Linked DNA regions of Mus musculus: region 1 is linked to region 2. Evidence: chromatin contacts called from public Hi-C data. All regions are on one chromosome and are shown on one strand. Each heading gives the region's core, a stretch centred on a gene start, on an enhancer-like site or on the middle of the called end of the contact. The rest is flanking DNA. Distances are from core to core; before and after follow the strand shown. Region 1 overlaps Kidins220 (kinase D-interacting substrate 220). Region 2 holds the start of Rrm2 (ribonucleotide reductase M2).

Region 1 (5,342 bases), core at 43-2,542, 310 kb before region 2:
ATTAAAAAAATAAATTTTACTACTAGCGTTAAAAATACTATTTTCCGATTGTTTTTACCAAATCAGATTTCTTTAATAAAACAAATGAATATCAATTATATACTGCTGCTTTTTGTCAGCTGTAAATAAAACTTTTTATTATTCAAATGACAAGCACCAAAGAACTGAGTATGGGTAAATGCAAACAGACATCTAAATTGCTAAAGTAAAAGACGGGTTCTCAATAAGCTGAGCAAACTGTCTTCCTACAGTTGTTCGTTGCCAATTATTTTATGTATTTTAAATAAAATCCCTTATGATTTTCAGATTGCTTTCTACACTATCTCTTTCTCTTTGCTGGATAACTACAAATGTCCTCTGTAAGTATTTATAGGCATATAAGGCATAGTTAAAAAGACAAGCACCTCAGAGTCACGCTACATCAGTCTCCTCTCAGACAGCAAGACCAGCAGGGCTGAGGGCTAAAGTGATAGGTTGGCTAAATCACAAAAGAAAGTTGACATGGTCTCATTTTGCCTCTAATATAAATTATCCTATATTGATACGATCAAAATAAAATATTCCCCTATAAAAATTCACTATAATTTATATTCATTATGATTTAAAAAAAACATTTCCCACCCCCCAAATAATTATTTTACAATATTTTATTTTCTTCATAAAAGGGTACAATAATTGCTATTATCTTTAAACAGCATGCAAGTGTTCCTCTCTCCCCTCCCCCAGCCCTACCCAGAGACAGGGTTTCTCTGTAGATCATGTTGGCCTCGAACTCACAGAGATCCATCTGCCTCTGCCTCTGCCTCCTAAGCACTGGGATTAAAAGCATGTGTCACCACATCTCAATTTAAGAATCTTTCTTGCCTACAAGACATATTTCAATTGAAAATTGAAAAAAATTTCAGAACTACCTATGAGATTCAGATGATGCGATCTGTATACAATGCAAACTTTAAATTTCCAGCAAAGCATGAGCAATTCTTTTTTTTTTTTTTTAAGATTTATTTATTTATTATATGGAAGTACATTGTAGCTGTCTTCAGACACTCCAGAAGAGGGAATCAGATCTCGTTACGGATGGTTGTGAGCCACCATGTGGTTGCTGGGATTTGAACTCTGGACCTTCGGTAGAGCAGTCAGGTGCTCTTACCCACTGAGCCATCTCACCAGCCCCGATGAGCAATTCTTTCTCTGCTTCTTGTCTGCCACAATGAAAGCAGCTCTGCTCACCCAGGCTTTCCTCAGCACAGCAAACCTTTGAAAGCATGAGCTAAATATAACCATTCTGTCCTTAGCTGCAGTCGCCACACTGAAAGTCTAACACACACAGAGAGTGAGTGCGAGACAAGTAGAGAGACTGCTCTGGCCATCCGTAAGAAACCTGAGGCCAGGTCTGCAGGGAGAAGCTGGAGAAGCTGGGGCTGTAAGCTGGAGAGGCTCCAGGATGCCCTAAGTAGAGCTGGTGGGCTATTCCAGGAGGAACTCGAGGCACCGGAATGTGGATGGGAACAAGGGCAGTGAGCACTGAGCATGGGGCTGCGGGCTCACTTAGTTAACTTAGTTTCAGTGTCACCTATCTGATCTGACACTGGGTTTGCAGACATGCAGAATGTAAATGTTACAGGGTCAAGGACACTAAGCATGAGATTTTTTCAGAAAACCCTAGGAAGACAGGCAAAGTATGGCAGGGTTGGTGTGAATGCAGGAAACAATGCATCAATCATGAATGTAGAGCTAAAGACACAAAAGCAGCTAAGGAAGTTAAATGCTCCTGCTACCTGGGACATAGCTTGAGGGAAGCTGCAGGCAATAAACCAAGCAATCCCAAGAAAGGCCACTGGGCGACGTTTTCAAAGCTATAGAGACAAGAATCCTACGCCTGTTGGCTTCTCACATCAAGACAGCAGATGCGGCTGGGTGTGGTGGTGCACACCTTTAATCCCAGCACTTGGGAGGCAGAGGCAGGCGGATTTATGAGTTCGAGGCCAGCCTGGTCTACAAAGTGAGTTCCAGGACAGCCAGGGCTATACAGAGAAACCCTGTCTCAAAAACAAACAAACAAACAAAACAAAACAAAAAGACAGCAGATGCCTGAACCAGATCTACAGAATCTAATGTCTGCCCTTCTGGGCTTTGGTTTTGTCCTATCCCTGTGTTCTAAGCCCTTCCCTTGCTTTGGGAAGGGAAATCTTTACTCTGTGCCACTGTAATCTGGAAATAGGTCATTTTCTTTTTGATATTGCAAGGGTTCACAGCTAAGAGTTTGTCTCGTGTCTCGAAAGACATACTTAACTTCAACTACTGAACAATACTGGAACTGTTAAGGTTAAGGACAGATGAATTGAACGCATTTTGCATGATGAGCCAGGCCTTTGAGGGGTGGAAATGGAAGGTAATGGCTTAGAGACTTGCTAAATACCAGGTTCACAAGGGCTGGACACCCATACAGGCAGCAGCATCCCCTACAGGCTGCAGGTGCAGGCAGAATAAAAAGTGGGAAGAGAAGCAAGCCTGCAAACACTGACATTCTCTCTGTCTTCTGGCTGGCATCCCGTGAGTTTCTAGTCCTTTATGCTCTCACAACACAACAGACTACAACCATGAACCAAAATAAATCTTTCTTCCCTAAAAAAAGCATAAGAAATAAAACACCAAGCAATTGTCTCTCACCAAAGAGCAGTAGACTAAAAAGTCTCCTTCTGCCCAGAAAATGACTTAGCTGGCTAATTTTTTAAGCCATCTTTCCTTCCCTGTCTATTTGTTCCAAATATGCATGCTTTGCTTTACTTTCTTTTCTTTTTTTTTTTTTTTTTTTTGGTTATTTTCGAGACAGGGTTTCTCTGTATAGCCCTGGCTGTCCTGGAACTCACCCTGTAGACCAGGCTGGCCTCGAACTCAGAAATCCGCCTGCCTCTGCCTCCCAAATGCTGGGATTAAAGGCGTGCACCACCATGTCCAGCTATGCTTTATTTTCAATCAGGCTATATATAAGTCCTGAAAGATCAAGCATTTAGGGGCAAATGATATGGTATGTGTAATTTCCCACACAGAGTTTGGAAAAACTATGTTTGTGTTGGTATAGATCTATAAACATAAAGAGAGAACAAGACTCGGAAGGCCACATGATTGGAACTGATGAAGCAATGAAGTCAACAGTAACAGATGAGTCTGAAGGAAGGATGGGGATGTGGTGTTGTTTGTACTATTCTTATTCTTGCAAAATTGCTTAAATAGGGAAGAAAATTAAACATGTACATACTTCAAGAACATGGCATGCTTTTTATCTCTCCCTCTGTTCACCCAACCAGCCCCTATACCATATAAGAACACAAATGGCATAAGCTCCGGCTCTCAGTGAGAAAAATTACACTCAGTATATGCTAATGAAGAAATCAACCAGGTTGAACAAAAGAAACTGAAAGAAAGCATCTAAGCACCAAAATACCTACTAATCTTGGCTTCTTAAGAAAAACAAGTTGGGCTGGTGTGGAGTAGCAGTAGAATGCGCTAAGACACATGCATAAGACTCTGACTTCGACACCCAGGAGCACAAAAATAAGAAAAGCAACAAGAACAGGTTTCAGGGAGACACATACCCAAACAACAACAGTGCAGCATCCAGCAGAGCTACAGGGACCTGACAACTGCTGTCACACAGACCTGACTCAGAGTCTTGAAATGTCTTTTAAATCTGTTTTATTTTATATTTCTTCTACTTCTATTGCCTAGGGACTTTTATCACTCTCCCCAACCTTGTCATAGATTGTGCAGACTCTACATACACTTCTTGAATTGTTGGCCATAGTGTCTCTGATCCATGGACTCTCAGTCACAGCAGGAAAGGGGCTAGTGTGAATCCCATTCCACGCCCAACCGAGGACTAGCATGGCTACTCTGTCAAAAAATGAAGAGACAGAGACAGACACAGACAAAGAGAGACCGAGACGGACAGACTGGAGAGGCAGTAACTAACAGTTTATTTAACAGAAAACTCATGTTTTTATGATGGCAAAGACAACTTATAGAAAAAAATAGCAGTTATCTGTTTGTAAATTTGTTACAATTAATAAACAATCCACAGGAAACCTCATACAAAAACTACAGTAGTTTGCAATGTTCCTAAAGAAATAGGAAACAGAAAATGTCAACATTGCAGCCCATGTTTCCATTAGAAACTCCAGCCCTTTGACTCCATGACAAACTTCAGTATGTTTCTGGTAGGACCCCAGCCTAGGAAAGGGTCCATGTCATGTGGACGCAATGAAAGGAGTCCTTCTGACACACACCTGAGTGAGGTTGTGGAGCCTCACTTTAAATCCCAGCTCTATCATACACTGGCCTTTTAGCAAGTGACTTGTCTTCACTGGTGTCTGTTTTCTAATGTGAAAAATGAGGATAACAGTACCTCTCTCGGAATTGTGAGAATGGAGTTAGCGCTGCAGTGCTTACAATGAGTGCCATACAGATCGGAGCGACCCAGATGAAGACGCCAGCTCTGCCACATGAGACTGCGTGACTTGGGGAGTTATGAACACTCAGAACCTCAAGCTTCCTCGCCAGGAACTATTCTAGCGCCATTCTAAACTGTAGTAACCACGCATCTAGGAAACACAATTACCTAACTCCTAACTCAGGACACACACAAATAAAAGACAGTTTTGTATTTTACAGCCAAGGATAAGCTCACTCATGATCTCAAGATATAACGACTTCTAACAGCCCCAAGTCAAGTTCTCACGGCACAAGGTCATCCATGCCCCGTCTCACTGGAGCTGCACCAGGGTTAGGCCACTGACACACTTGAACAGAAGCCTAGAAGAGCTCAGAGCTGTGGACAGACTCTGAGACAGTCCTCTACAATCCTAAAATCAGTTAGGAAAAATCAAATGCTAACAACATTCCAAAGGAATAAAAATGATCTGAACTCTTAGAGACTATAAAAATATAAACTATATTAGTATTTTATTTATATTTTAAAACAGTATAAAATTATACTCCATTTTTAAAGTTTACCTAATTTCTGTAAGTTATCTTTTTCTAAGAAACGGTTTATTTATTTTTGGGTCTTTTAAGAAAGGCTTTCTTTGTGTAGCCCTGGCCATTCTGGAACTTGCTCTATAGCCCACAAGTCAGAGCTTCACCTGCTAGGATTAAAGGCACATACCACACCACCATCCAGCTTTAAGAAACAGTTTCTTAGACCAGCAGCTGGACCTTAAAGCTATTGTTGTGTTCTGACAAACAAAATCATTTTGGCTTTGTGACTCTACAAAAGCCATAGTAACTCTTACAATTGTACACAGCTGTAAAAAGAGGAAGTACAAATGGAGCTGTAAGCTCAC
Region 2 (5,304 bases), core at 846-3,345:
AGTAAAATGAGCCAAAGTTAAATTTGAAGAACTACTGGTTGCTTCACTTTCTCCACACTACCAGTAGAGTGGCCCGGCCTGCTGGGATTGTTCCTAGGCCTGCAGCAACAGTGAAGGGGGAATCTGAGTAAGAGGCCATTTTGGTGTACTTACTGAATTCTATTCTAGGCCAGCCAGGATTACTGTGAGACCTTGCTTCAAAAATGTAAGTAAAACAAAACAAAAAACCCAGGTATATATTTAATACAGTTTAATCCTATATTTTTATTAGTTCTTCATGATTTGCAAGCAAGCTCATTATTTCACGTCATACGCTCAATTTACCAATTAGGAAACACATAACTCCTAGTTTGCCATTTATTTTAACAAAACTATCATGTGCTCCTAACCTCTGTGGCACACACCAGGCCCCACAGGGTTTCTTTTAACACTGTTATTCCCTAATTCTGTTTCAGTTCATTCCAAGGACCCACTTAGAGTTAAGAAGTATACAACCAAAGTCTTATAGAAATCCACAAAAAGTTAAGCATGTAGGTACAAAGAGAAAAACTCACTACTGCTCCTTAGCAGAGGGAAAGACTAACATGATGAACGTTAACATAACATTCATAGCTCTTAAAAAGTTTGTTTTGCTTGTGCTTGCCTGGGAATGGGTCCGTGCATGTATAGGCAAGTGCCCAAGGTCAGAGTTGCCTTGGTGAGAGGAGCTCACCAGCAGATGGGAAGCAGTCCAACAGGGGTAACTCATAACAGAACCTGGGTCTTCCGCCCAAGCAGGAAGTGTGTTAACCAGAGCGGAGACTGGAGTCAGTCATCTATCCCTCCAGCCCCGCTTCAGGGCAAAAGATAGAGAGCCAGGAACCAGTTCTGGATCTAAGTGAATTATGGGTATTTCATGCCAACTCACCAAGTTCTCATTGACTATGCCATCACTCGCTGCAAAGAAAGCCAGAACGTGAGATATAAAATGTCTCTCATCGGGTTTCAGAGCTTCCCAGTGCTGAATATCCTTGGAAAGGTCCACCTGAAGTTTAGAAGTTCACGATTAGCAGGTCTGTAGGTCTCTCTCTCTTTCTCTCTCTCATACACACACACTTTAAAACTGAAGTCCCCCAAACCATCTCATTACCGAATTCTTCACATCCATTATTCCCTTTGTTTCAGGGAACACCCAATATCTCAGTGAGCTACCATTCCCAAGGGCAAAAAGTTGTGACGGCCATGCGGGAGCCTTCTGACACACAGCAAGTCCTGAACGATTACCTCCTCGGCAGTCCAAAAGGAGGCCTCGGCTTTCTTGTACATCTGCCAGATATCATGGTACTCGATGGGAAAGACAACGAAGCGGCGGGGGTTTTCTCTCAGTAACGGCTCATCCTCAACGCTGGGGTTAGTAGGCGCTTTACTTTCCTGTTGGATGAGAGAGAGTGCCAAGTGAACCAACCCCCAAATGCCAACCGAACCGCAGGAAACTGCTAGCCAGTGTCTCATCAGATCGAGTACTTTCAACGATTGGTAATCTCGTGTGCTTAGCTGTCACGCTGCACTCTACTATTACCATAGGCCGACCCGAGTAGGACATTCTGAGGAGACACTTTGGCGGGAAAGAAGAGTCAAATAATTCAGCTGGGACAATGCAGATTTAGCGCCAACGAGCGGGCGCCCTCTACTGGGAGCCTAAGCGACCCACCTCAGCCCCACACGGGCCACTCACCAGCTCGGCGGAGTCCTGGAAGATTCTCCTCGCAGCTTTGCTGGCCAGGACGCGGGTGCTGCTGAGAGTCGGGGGCTGTAGGGGGACACGCGTGGTGAATGGCGGTAGGCACCCTCCACCCTCCCGGGTCCGGGAACCCACGACCTGCCAGTGCACATCCAACCCAGCCGGCACCTGGGCCGCCCTCACCGTGTTCTCCTTGTCAGCCAGGGTGAGTCGCTTCAGCGGCGACAACTGCAGCTGCTGCTGGTCAGCGATGGTGGCGAGCGGGGTGCGGACGGAGAGCATGGCGAACGAGGGCAGCGGCGGAGACGGCGAGGAGCAGGCGAAAACAGCTGGAATCCGGTGCACCGCCGACTGCCAGCGCCCGCGCCCTTTAAAGAGCCACCCAACCGCGCGCTCCGAGGGGGCGTGGCCTCGCCTCCCATTGGACGCCGCTGACCCCGCTCGCCGCCCAGCGCGGGAGATTTGAGTTGCGCCGCAGGCCTTCCGCACAAAGACCTTTAAGGAGCCTGCGCCGGCCGGGTGCGCGGGCGCTCGCGGGGCCGGAACCGGTTAGGATTGCGAGAGCCTTGGGGATTGAGCGCGCAGGGGGTCGCCGGGCGGGCGTTGCCGCTGAGGTTGGTGCCAAGGGTGGAGTGACGCTGCTGGCCTCTGGGACACGTCGCCTTGACTGTCTTCATGTCCCAAGTAGAGGGGTGCGGGGGACCCTGGTTTCTTAAAGAGATTCGGGGTCCCGAGCAATCGCACCGGCCTTGTGGGATTAAGGGGGTCCTCAAACTAGGGTTCCCTAAAAAGCTGTCTTCAAACTCATGAAGGGGTACGGATGCAGCCTTGGGTTCCTTTTCTACCCTGCCCCTCCTGTCAGACCCCTGTCCCCTCTGTCCCAATTAGTTTAAAAGCTGCCAGACGATTACAAATTCCAGGAAGCTCACAGGATGGTGACGAGTCATACATTCATTTTACGACTCTGGGCGTCCAGTAGTCTAAAGACGAATCTGCAAATTCCTGTGGTGAGGGTGGAGACAAGAACTCAAGTTTCCATCTTTCTGATTTGCCCTACGGGGTCCAAGATACCAGAGATAAAGCGCTGAGATGGGACACTGAGATCCCGGGGAAAAACGTGGAACCTGGGAAGGCTCCACTGACTCTCCCAGGTCAAATATTTTAAAAGAGGACGAGGGGAGGCTCCCCTCTGCTTGTGTCCTAAGTTCTCTCACTGTAGATGCTGTAAAAAATCTCTGAACACCATGTGGCAGCTCAAAGTTAAAGCAGGCGGCATCCACCGCTGCACAATTTATTGATGCTGGGGACAAAACCCAGGACTTCTTCCATGCTAAGCTAACTGGGCCATATCGATAAATATTTTAAATCACCTCTAGCAAAATTGTCAGTTCTTTTTTTTAACATATAATTTCTAATTCACATTCCATTCCTCCGTTATCCGAGGGGTTTGCCTTTGGCTCCTCTAGCTCCTGGTGTACTCAGTACAAATGAGGTCTGGCTACTAAAATAACACTCGACCACTGAGGGAAGGAGAAGGTCGCCGCCATTCTCTTCTCCCTGCTCACAACCTCCTCCAAACGCCTCTTCCTCCCGCCAAGCAGGCTGAGCTTAGTGGGCAGCCCCGCCTAGGTTCCCCTGTACCGGGACCTGTCAGGAGCTGAGCGCTTTTGCTTCTGGCGCGGTTTTTAACCTCTGCTCTGTGATTGGTTGGTTCAACTTCAAGATTCCCAGCCCCACCGGCCCGCGCGCGCTGCGGTCACTCAAGGGCAAGTCCGCTTTCAGGTGACCTTAGATGTGGAAACCGAGTCCCCGCAGGCATCCAGCGTTTCCCCGCCAAATCCTCTCAGCTGTCAGCACTCACAGTCCCTGTACAGCTTGATCATCATATACATGTTTAATCCAGATGGAAAGGGAAAACGGGTATTTTTAGGCCTGTTTTATAGGTAACTGAAGTAAAGGCCTGAGGGACCTGGAAACTACCCAAGGTCCCACAACTTTAGACCCTTGCTAACTCCTTTTCTTTCTTCTTTTTAAATTAATTTTGTGTGAGACGAGGGTGTAGTGCGAAGGTCAGAGGCCCACTTATGGAAGTTGGTTCTCTTGTATTCTGTGGGGTCACAGGGGTGGAATTTATGAGGTTAGGGTTGGCTGCTGAGACATCTTGTCAGACACTCGCACCTTTTTATTAGTAATGTTCCCAACATACGGAAAAACCGAGCAGGGCATGATGGCCCTGGTCTTTAATCTTAGCATCTGTGAGGCAGAAGCTGGCAGATCTTTTGAGTTTGAGGCCACCCTGGTCTATATAAATGAGTTCCAGGACAGCCAGGACTACATATATCCCAAAAAATATAAAAAAGAAAGCAAGGAAAAGAGAACTCCCCAGGGTTCGCCCACCAGTGTCCATTTGCTGTCTCCAACTTGCAGTTGCTTCACTCCCTTCTACACATGTGCGAAATTCATTGCTTTCTTCCCAGTACTTGAAAGTGACCTGTGCCCGAGGTGGTGGCACTTGCTCTTAATCCCAGCAATTAGGAATGTTCCCAGCGTACAGAAAGAGTAAACAGCAGGCGCCACGCCTCTCGACTCAGCACTAGCAGGCAGAAGCAAGTCATGATTTGGAGGCCAGCCTGGTCTACATAGTGAGCTCCAGGTCATCTGAGGCTGTATAATGAGACTTGGCCTCCAAATAAATCAATAAATAAGAAAGAATTTAGGAAGCAGAATAGTTGGCTTGGGTAGTTGAGAAAAACTTGCTCCCTCAAAGGTTCCTATCACCCACTTGATGGCTCACAACCATCCAAAATTGTAGTTCCAGGAGACCCAACATCATTTTCCTAGGGCACCACCACACATTATTAAGATAACGATCCATGGCCAGAGTGACTAACAGTCCAAGGCTGAACACGTGGGGCGGACGTGCTTGCAGGGGTGCTCTCTGTGCAAGCCTCTGTGGTTCTGGCGGCACTCGCTGTACCAGCCCCAGCCCTTCCTTCTTAACCTCCTGGCTTTATTGACTGGTTAGGGCTGACACAAGCAGCCCCAGTTTGATCTTGGCAACTTGCATTCCTTTCACAACTGAATAGTATTATATGATACTGAGAAACGTTAGTTAGGTATAAATACGGCGCTGGGATGTTAGAGAACAGCTTTAGTTTTAGGGTCAGCTGTTCAAACGCTGAGTAGTGAGAAGGTATCATCTACAATTTGCTTTTTTTTTTTTTTCTTAAAAAAAAACAAAACAAAACAGCATCTTACTATGTTGCCCTGGCTAGCCTAGAATTCATTGTATAGACCAGGCTGACCTTGAGCTCACAGAGGTCTGCTTATCTCTGACTCCTGGGATCAAAGGTACACCACCAAGTCCAGCTTACAGACCATTTACTTTGTATTTTGTTTTATTTTATTTTGTGTGTATGAGAGTTTTGCCTGCCTGTATGTATGTCTGAAGAGGCCAGAAGAAGGTGTTGGGTCCTCTGGAACTGGAGTTAACATGTTGGTACTGAGAACTGAACCCAAGTCCTCTGCAAGAACATCCTGTGTTCTTAACTGCTGAGTCATCTCTCTAGGCTCAACTTTGGCTT

What was found. A called contact is a pair of places that touch in the nucleus more often than the background predicts.
Region 1: a Hi-C map of cortical neurons shows a contact between it and region 2, with 3 times the contacts expected there. The contact joins the enhancer-like site here to the promoter of Rrm2 in region 2. A contact is called at or near these places in 2 of 39 promoter capture datasets (embryonic stem cells and maxillary cranial neural crest), 1 of 15 datasets of contacts at CTCF or cohesin (embryonic stem cells), 2 of 484 Hi-C or Micro-C datasets (cortical neurons and embryonic stem cells), 5 of 115 datasets of contacts at active chromatin or transcription factors (embryonic stem cells, extraembryonic endoderm stem cells, fetal liver and 1 more) and 3 of 9 other capture datasets (adipose tissue, embryonic stem cells and pancreatic islet).

The regions. Positions count from the first base shown.
Region 1 is chr12:25,017,196-25,022,537 of GRCm38.p6, reverse strand. All of the region lies in intron 22 of Kidins220 (kinase D-interacting substrate 220), which reads right to left. Among named protein-coding and RNA genes, the nearest start is that of Gm36236, 44 kb to the right of the region's middle. Within about 2 kb of position 1,292, at least 10 of the 459 cell types and tissues checked have an H3K27ac peak or open chromatin away from gene starts, as enhancers often do. A contact at or near this core is called in cortical neurons, where this site is marked.
Region 2 is chr12:24,705,045-24,710,348 of GRCm38.p6, reverse strand. Rrm2 (ribonucleotide reductase M2) reads right to left here and starts at 2,095. Exons shown (of 10, transcript NM_009104.2): 1 at 1,904-2,095; 2 at 1,715-1,789; 3 at 1,264-1,410; 4 at 908-1,024. The coding sequence starts at 2,002.